2 separate regions of the Mus musculus genome follow, and region 2 is linked to region 1. A link is a contact called in public HiChIP or PLAC-seq data. All regions are on one chromosome and are shown on one strand. Each heading gives the region's core, a stretch centred on a gene start, on an enhancer-like site or on the middle of the called end of the contact. The rest is flanking DNA. Distances are from core to core; before and after follow the strand shown. Region 1 has its middle 12 kb from the start of Srsf10. Region 2 has its middle 26 kb from the start of Gm42329.

What was found. HiChIP or PLAC-seq counts read pairs in DNA pulled down with a chosen protein or histone mark.
Region 2: a contact with region 1 is called in a FOXA1 HiChIP or PLAC-seq map of pancreatic cancer cells. The contact joins two enhancer-like sites. A contact is called at or near these places in 1 of 484 Hi-C or Micro-C datasets (B cells), 1 of 115 datasets of contacts at active chromatin or transcription factors (pancreatic cancer cells) and 1 of 9 other capture datasets (pancreatic islet).

The regions. Positions count from the first base shown.
Region 1 is chr4:135,842,217-135,846,607 of GRCm38.p6, reverse strand. No RefSeq gene overlaps it. Among named protein-coding and RNA genes, the nearest start is that of Srsf10, 12 kb to the left of the region's middle. Within about 2 kb of position 1,962, at least 18 of the 459 cell types and tissues checked have an H3K27ac peak or open chromatin away from gene starts, as enhancers often do. A contact at or near this core is called in pancreatic cancer cells, where this site is marked.
Region 2 is chr4:136,114,346-136,118,818 of GRCm38.p6, reverse strand. No RefSeq gene overlaps it. Among named protein-coding and RNA genes, the nearest start is that of Gm42329, 26 kb to the left of the region's middle. Within about 2 kb of position 1,593, at least 131 of the 459 cell types and tissues checked have an H3K27ac peak or open chromatin away from gene starts, as enhancers often do. A contact at or near this core is called in pancreatic cancer cells, where this site is marked.

The sequences.
Region 1 (4,391 bases), core at 713-3,212:
GCAAAACATTCACATACATAAATAAGAGCAAACAAATCTGAAAACACAACAACAACAACCCCCCTTTTTCACTGCTTCATTGAACCCAGGGCCTTCTTCTGTATACATTGAACATATACTTGATCACTGGGCTATACCACCAGCTGCCTTCAAGACGAATTTCACTTCTTATTTCTGTCCGGGAGACAATGGGTCTTTGTGAGAGGGGTTTTTGCCTGCTTTTATGGAGAAAGCATAGGGTTGCTACAATTGTAATAGTTAAGACTCAGGAGTGTAAGGAGTACAGAACACTGAGTGAGCACAGAGTCAGACAGTGCTGATTATTTATCTGCTGTACTCAGCCCCTCCCGCCCACCCACCCACCCGCCTGCCTGCCTGCCTGCCCTCACTCTGCTACGCATCAGAGAAAGACAAACTGTACTTTCCTGGCTCTTGTCTAGCTGTCTTCTACTCAGGTTATTGCTGACAAAAAGCTTTGATGTGTGTGTGTATGTGTGTGTGTGTGTGTGTAATGTATATGTATATATGTGTGTATATGTGTATATGTGTGTATATTTATATATATATGTATGTTTATATGTGTGTATATATGTGTGTGTGCATATATGTGTGTGTATATATGTGTGTATATATGTGTGTGTATATATGTGTGTGTATATATGTGTATGTATATATGTGTGTGTATGTATATATATATGTGTATGTATATGTGTGTATGTATGTATATATGTGTGTATATATGTGTGTGTGTGTATATTATATGTGTGTGTATGTGTATGATATCCTTTCTGCTTCTGGATTCTGGTGGCATCTTTGGTAGCAGAGATAAATGACACTAAGAGTATTGTCTCTAGTGACAATGACATCAATGGATCTGGGTGGTAGCTGCAGGAACAAAGGCTTGAAAATATAGAAATTGGCTTCTGCCAACACAAGCCTTAGGGACACTGTGCCTTTGAGCTTTGGGTAACTGCATAACTGCCTTCCTCCTTCACCCCAGGTCCACTGAGGTTTCGTAGGTATGAACCTCTGAGTGGTCCTGAAGGAAGCAACATAAGGGAAGAATAATTCACTTGGCTCATGGTTTGAGGAAATACAGCCCACCATGGCAGGATGGTTGTCTGAGTCTGTATCCTACTGCTGTGAAGAGGCACCATCACCATGGCAACTCCTTAAAAAGAAAGCATTTAACTGGGGCTTGCTTACAATTCAATGGTTGAGTCCATCATCACCATGTTGGGGAGCATGGTGACGCACAGGCAGACATGGTGCTGGAGAAGTAGCTGCGAGTCCTACAACCATATCCACAAGCAACAGAGAGAATGACACTGGGCCTAATTTAGACTTTTGAAACCTCAAAGCCCCACTACCAGTGAGCCATTTACTCCAACAAGGCCACTCCCCCTAATCCTTCCCATATAGTGCCACTCCCAAATGACTAAACACTCAAATATATGAGCCTATAGGGACCACTCATTCAAACCACTACAATGGTGGTGGAAGTCACCAAGGAAGTAGGTGGTGGGAGTTAGCCTTGGCTGGAGTCTAAACCTATAGGCCTGTTGCTCAGTAACACAATTCCTTCCATTAGGCCCCAAGACTCTATAACCTTCCAAAGCAGTTCCACCTGCTGGAGACCAAATGCCCATTAATGTGAGCCTGTGGGGGACCATTAACATTCAGCCTGTAACAGTACTCTGAGACCCAGTTCATTATTGCTCTCTTATTTTTTTGAGACAGGGTCTCACAGTGTTGTCCTGGATGGTCTCAAAAAAAAAAAAAAACAAAAAAAACAAAAAACAAAAAAACCAAAAAAACCAAAAAAACAAATCAGAGACATCTACTTGTCTCTGCCTCTGGAGTACTGGGATCAAAGGCATGCTCTGCCACACCCTGCAGGTTTCCTTTCTTGAGTGTGTCCTGACTAATTCAACGCCCCTCCACTTCCTCTATTGGCCTTCTGGGACACCTTCCAGCCTTTCCTCCCACCCCACAGTCTCCCTGGCTGAGTCACCCCCTTTTAAACGCTCCTCCAAAGGTGTGCTGTGAGGGATTTTCACTTGAGTTGTTTACAGTGATTTGAAAGGTCTAATCCTGAGCCAGTTGTGGTGCCACACACCCAGGATTCCGGCTTCTGAAAGCCCGGGGCGGGAGCGTTTCCAAGAGTTGGAGGCTATTGTAGGCCACAGACAAGTGAGCATTAGATCAGTGAGCATCATATAGCAAGTCTCTGTCTTAGAAAATGAACTAGGACAGTGGCTGTAGCTCTGTTGGTATTGTGCCTGTCCAGCGTGCAGGAAGCCCTGTGTTTGATCCCTAGCATGACATTAACTGGAATAGACTGGATGTGGTGGTAAAGACCTGCTAGACCAGCACTGGGTGGTGGAGGGAGGAGTCAAGATGATCAGAAATTCAAGATCATCCTCAGCTACAGAGTGAATCAGAGGCTAGCCTGGGCAACATGAAACCCTACCATTGCTGTGATACCAGGCTTGCCTAGACCCTCAGGTACAACACCAGCATTGCTAAACAAATCATTGAAAACATTTGGGGGCTGGCAAGATGGCTCAGCGGGTAAGAGCATTGACTGCTCTTCCAACGGTCCTGAGTTCAAATCCCAGCAACCACATGGTGCTCACAACCACCTGTAATAAGATCTGATGCTCTCTTCTGGTGTTTCTGAAGACAGCTACAGTGTACTTATTTATTAAAGTGAGCAGGGATGACCAGAGCGAGCAGAGGTCCTAAATTCAGTTCTCAACAACGACCCGAAGGCTCACAACCATCTGTACAGCTACAGTGTGGACTCATATATATTAAATAAATAAATCATTAAAAAAAAAGAAAACATTAAAAAAAAAAATAGATGAGTGTGGTAGTAGCACGTCCATAATCCTAGAACTTGGGAGGTGAAAGCGGGAAGATCTGGAGTTAAAGGATTTTTTTTGCTATGCAGCAAATTCAAGACCAGCCTAGCCTACATAAGAGCTTGTTAGAAAGAAAGAAAGAAAGAAAGAAAGAAAGAAAGAAAGAAAGAAAGAAAGAAAGAAAGAAAGGAAGAAAGATGCTTATATCATTTTATAACCAGCTTCTTAGAAATGATTTATTTTTTAATGATTTATTTTATGATTATGTGAGTGGGGAGGGGGAAGGGGTTTGACCACATGATTGCCACTGGAGGCCAGAAGATGGTTTTAGATCCCCTGCTGCTAGAGATCCAGGCTCTTCCCCAACACGGATGCTAGGAACTGAACTTGGCTCCTCTGAGAGAGCCGTACGTGCTCCTCACTGCCAAGCCAGCTCTCCAGCTGCCTTTTCGCCGTAGTATTTCCAAAACCTTTTGCAGTGTCTTTAAAGGGTCTTAGTAACATTAGTAATGGTTTCTTAATTCAAGTGACATTTTTCTATTATTATTACCATGGTTTGAGGAGACTGGATCTCCCTATGGAGTTCTGGTTGTCTTGGAACTAGCCAACCAGACCAGGCTAGCCTTGAATTTAGAGAGATTCACCTGCCTTTGTTTCCCAGGTGCTGCATTGAAAGGTGTAAGCCACCCCTGGCTCCACAGGGACTTTTATTTTTGTTTTTTTTTTTTTTAGGTTTTTCGAGACAGGGTTTCTCTGTGTAGCCCTGGCTGTCCTGGAACTCACTCTGTAGACCAGGCTGGCCTCAAACTCAGAAATCCGACTGCCTCTGCCTCCCAAGTGCTAGGATTAAAGGCGTGCGCCACCATGCCCGGCTTCACGGGGACTTTTAAACTGTTTTTGTCACCGGTTTTGTTTAATGCCAGTCCTGAATCCTAGGGCTGCACTCTTTCACAGCCTTTGCTCTGTGTGGCAGTGCCAGGGTTAGGCTGAGTTCCTTGGAGGATGCAGTCTAGAGTAAGCAGGCTGGCTTCCAAAGCCAACACTCCCAAGAAAGGTTTTTAGTGAAATGTCAGTTTACCTTGAATATTTGCCTGATCCTGTAAACAGTCTTTGTTTTCTTCTCCCAAAACAAGGGCCTTCTTTTTCATGATCTCTTCCCCCTTTCACCGTAGCAAGTGTCAAGGTCGTACTGGCTCTCCTCGCAGGAAATAAGATTGTTTGTTCTGAGCTAAGTACGGGTGAACATGGATTCAAGTTATCCTGGAAGACCTTTACCATCGAAAGAATTAAGCTTCTGTCGTCAGGCATCAGAATACTTGCAAAATACATAGGAGGGGTCATGAGGTAGGAGGCTACAGGAGGATGAAGACATCCTTAGGATTTCGGTGTTGTCCTTAAGCACGTTTTAGCTGCAGGCTAAACCAAGGGAGGTAGGCTGGTGGAGTTAAGAGGGTGCTGGGTCAGCCAGAAAAGTTGATAGCAAAGCGCTGATAAAAGGAGCAGAGGGAACTGGGGATGTAGCTC
Region 2 (4,473 bases), core at 344-2,843, 270 kb before region 1:
CAGAGAAATATGTCTGTCATAGGCAGCAGGCATCTGTATGAAAGAAAGTCCCCAGCCTTAGCCTCATCCTCGGGGGCTGCAGCTGCCTCCTTCCTGCCAGACTGGAAGAGCTGGGGGAATCCCTTTCATCTAAGCTGCCAGTCTGGCCTCTTCCCCTTCTCCTCCAGCTCCTACAGTGCTGACCCAAACGATTGGCTTTTTAAGACACTGTCACAAGTAACCCAAGCTGTCCTTGAACCCATGAAATAGCAGAAGATAGTTCGAGTCTCTGATCCTCCTGTCTCTCCAGACAGCTGGTGTTACTGTATGACCACACCCAGTTTTACGTGCTGCTGAGGATGGAACCCAAGGCTTTGCACATGCTGGACAGGAATAATAATAATAATAATAATAATAATAATAATAATAATAATAATAGCTTTGGGAATAGCAGGAGAGATGGACAGTCAGACTCCTACTCTCGTGGAGATCAGCACTGCAGGGCACCAATAGGTAAGCAATGAGATAAATCAAAACGGAAAGGCCCAATGATAAGCTTTTTGTTATTGTCTGTCTGTCTGTCTGCCTGCCTGTCTGTCTGTCTGTTTATTGAGACAGGGTTTCTCTGTGTGGCCCAGGCTCTCCTAGAACTCACTCTGTAGACCAGGCTGACCTCAAACTCACAGAGATCCACTGCCTCTGCCTCTGCTGGGATTAAAGGTATGCGCCACCATCATCAGGCCCATTAAAAAATTTTTTTTAATTAAAAATGTTCACAATCTTATCCATACATAACGTTTTTGATTCTTCATTATTCTCTCTTAGCGCCCTCTACTCCCGAATCCCTCTTCCATCTAACAATCCTTCCGACGTTCATGTCTCTTTTTTAAAACCAGGGAATTTTATTAAAGCCGATTGCTTGAAAATGAATATGGGGGGGCACTTAATTACTTGAACAAGGTTAACTTACCAGTAGTTACATCACAGAGGAGTATGAGTTTTCCTCCGCAGCAATTATTAGCTGTTTAGAGAGCCTCAGACTAGAACAGGACTCACAAGCCCTGCCTCCTATTCTTTCTCTCTCTCTCTCTCTCTCTCTCTCTCTCTCTCTCTTTCTTTCTTTCTTTTTTGGTTTTTTGAGATAGGGTTTCTCTGTGTAGCCCTGGATTTTTTTTCCACTATTCATCATTTTACGGATAAGATAATTAATTGAGGCTCAGAGAGGTATATTGTCTTTTCTGAAATCACACAGCAGAGCTTGACCTACGCTCAGTTGATCCAGAAGCCACAGATTTAACCATTGGCTGAGACTAACTGCTCATGAGGGATGCTAGGGCGAAGATGGCAGCTTGGGTTTTGGAGGAATGCTGACTGAGCTAAGCTGTTGGAGCTGTTCCAGAGGATTAGCCTGAAGGCCCCGTTGAGTGGCACAGGAGGTCTTAGGCTCTCCTCTTCCTGTATTGCTCTGTCATCCTTCCAAACAAAATCCCTCAGGTCCGGGACAGAGAAAGGGAATCGTGACGGTTGGAACCGGGCTGTCGGGAGGCATGACAGCGTCTGCAATCATCTCTGTGGGTTGTGCAATTGAGACAAGTGTTGAGACCATGACTCACAGCTTTGACGTCGCAGAGGAAATTCCAAACAAGGTCAACGAACAGCCTGTGTTCAGAGAGTAGCCATCCCTCCACAGCTGCGGCCACCTCAGGCCCTGACTCCACGCCCCAGTCACTGCCTGCATCTGGGGCACAGATGGAACCTGCCACCCCTCCTGGCTCCAGGCACCCTCCGCTCAGGTGGCTGCTTGAGGACCACCATTCCCTGAGCTGATGCTCTAGCAGAGAAGCCTGGCAGGTCTGGATTCAAGTCATGTCTCAGCGCTCAGCGGCTGGTGCCTTTGGCGCATGTTTCTGGTCCTCTGCATCCTTATCTAAACAGAGACCAGCAAGGAGGTGTTCCCGTGTAATCTCAGCACATACCGTCTACAGCTGGGGGACTGGCAAGTTCCAGACCAGCCTAGGCTGAGTAAGGAGACCCTGCTTCAAAGTAAAACAAAATCCAAAATAAATAAATGGGAGAAGTAGTGGTGGTGGTGGGGGTCTGATGCTCAATCTCCAGGTGGATACGACATCAGGTAGGAGAGGGCAGTGCCCTTGCCTGCTTCGTTCAGAGCTGTATCTGGGATCCCAAAAGGTAATGGGACACAAGAGAAGCGTTAATCGTTTTTCTCCTCTGTAACAAAATAACCGATAAGAGCAACTTAAGGGAGGAAGGATTTCCTGGCACCCAAGCCGGAGGCCACAACGTGTCAGTCACAAGCAGGGTGCAGAGAACACTGGTGCTCAGTCTCCTTCCTCCCCACCCCTACTATGTATTCTCCATGGAATGGTGCCACCTATGGTTAGTGTAGGCCTTCCTATCCTCTTTAAGCAAATATAGAAACTCACTTAGAGATATTCCCAGAACTTCGTCTCCTAGATAATTCTAGATCTCACCCAATCGAGACTCAACACTAACCGTCATATAGACCTTAGTAAGTTTTGAAAAATGAATGAAAGTTTCGGTAGAGCACCCAGCACACAGTAGGTACTCAGGCTCTGGCTATTACTATCATCAATCCCTAAGGAACCTCTACTGTGTGTCCCCCTCCCCACCCCCAGCACTTGGTGGGTCAGTTCGTCTGGGATGGATCCCCAGCCTGGATGTCTGGGCTGTTGGGATTGGGCTGGGCAGGTGATAAAGGTGGAGTGGGTGACATAGCTGCTCACTGGACAGCTCTTGAGATGTTTCACAAGATGGGTTCACCCTGAGCCCAGAGACCTCCTGCTGGCAGCTTTGGGGCTGGACAAACCTAGAAAGGAGAAGGGAATCCTTGCATCAGCCAAAATCCCTGGCAATAATAGCAGAGCCTCAACTTGGAAAGGGGGTTGTTCTGTGGAGACAGGCAAGTGATTATTAACTGGATATTGTTTTTTACTTTTTAATTTGATTTATTTTATGTGTCTGGGTGTTTTGCCTGCTTGTTTGTTCATGCATCACTTGTGTGCCTGGTGCCTACGGAGGTTGGAAGAGAGTGTTAGAGCCTCTGGAACTGGAGTTACAGACGGTTGTGAGCCACAGGGTCCGGCATTTTTTTTTTTTTAATATGGAATCTTGTCAGGAGGTGGTGGCTCACACCTTTATTCCCAGCACTCAGGAGGCAGATGTAGGTGGATCTCTGAGTTGAAGGACAGCCTGATCTACAGAGCAAGTTCCAGGACAGCCAGGACTACACGGAGAAAACCTGTCTGGAAAACAAACAAACAAATATTTCTTAAGAAAGTAGAGTATAATTTACACATATACAAAGATGTTCGGTTCTGCATGCAATAACAGTGAAACATGAAAAACCTTGAAATAACCAACAACTTCTGTATCATTGTTATCGTTTTGGGCATACTGAAGATCTGTCAACTGCAGGCTCCTTCCTATAACAGGCAAGGGCTGAGCTCTGCCTCCAGTCCTGTCATTCAGTAATTCAACTGTGCCTGGGAATTCATTTACAGAGATGTCAGTGAGGACTGTGTTGTAGACAAGTGTATAACTCACAGGGCCCCGCCCCCACCCCCTGGATGTTTCTGTGGGAGAAGCACAGGGCAGGGCAAAAAGAGGAGAGGAGAGTGCAGCCCAGAGCCTTGAAAGTGGTTTCTGTGGGAAGGAACCTGGGAGGGAAGGCAGAAGTGCAAACAAGGTTAGTGCCCCTGATAACCATCACTTGAATCCTGTAGGTGGGTCTCTAAGTACTCAGTATCTGGCCCAGGGCAGGGAGATGCTAAGTTGGTCTGGGAAGGTTAAACAGAGAGCTTGGTTGGAGATAAAGACTTGTGGCTGTCAGGCTGGTGTGTGGAAGAACGCTCTGTGAATCAGCTAGACCTTGGGAGCAGCAGCCTCCCAGATGTCAAAGAAAATAGAACAAAGTATCCTTGTCCATAGCTATATCCCAGCAATGGAGAAGCCTAGGCAGGAGAATCACACTGAGTTGACGCCAGCCTGGACGTCATAGCGTGTTCAAGGCCACCTGTGCCCGTTCCATTATAATAATAATAATAATAATAATAATAATAATAATAATAATAATATAGTTTTTAAATAACTTAAGCTGGTTATAGTGGTACATGCCTTTAATCCCAGCACGTGGGAGGCAGAGAAGCAAGGGGAATTCTAGGAGTTCAAGGGCAGCCTGATCTATGGAGCTAGTTCTAGGACAGTCAAGACTTTGTGTGTGTGTGTGTGTGTGTGTGTGTGTGTGTGTGTGTGTGTGTGTTCATGTGCATATGTTGTGTGCCTGTGTCTTCAAAGGCCAGAAGAGGGTATTGGATTCCCTGGAGCTGGAATTACACATGGTTGAGAGTTGCCCCACGTAGGTGCTGGGAACCAAACTCGGTTCTATTCCTAGCAAGAGCGGGAAACATAGCCAGGTGTGGTGGCTTTTTATCCCAGCACTCAAGAGGCAGAGGC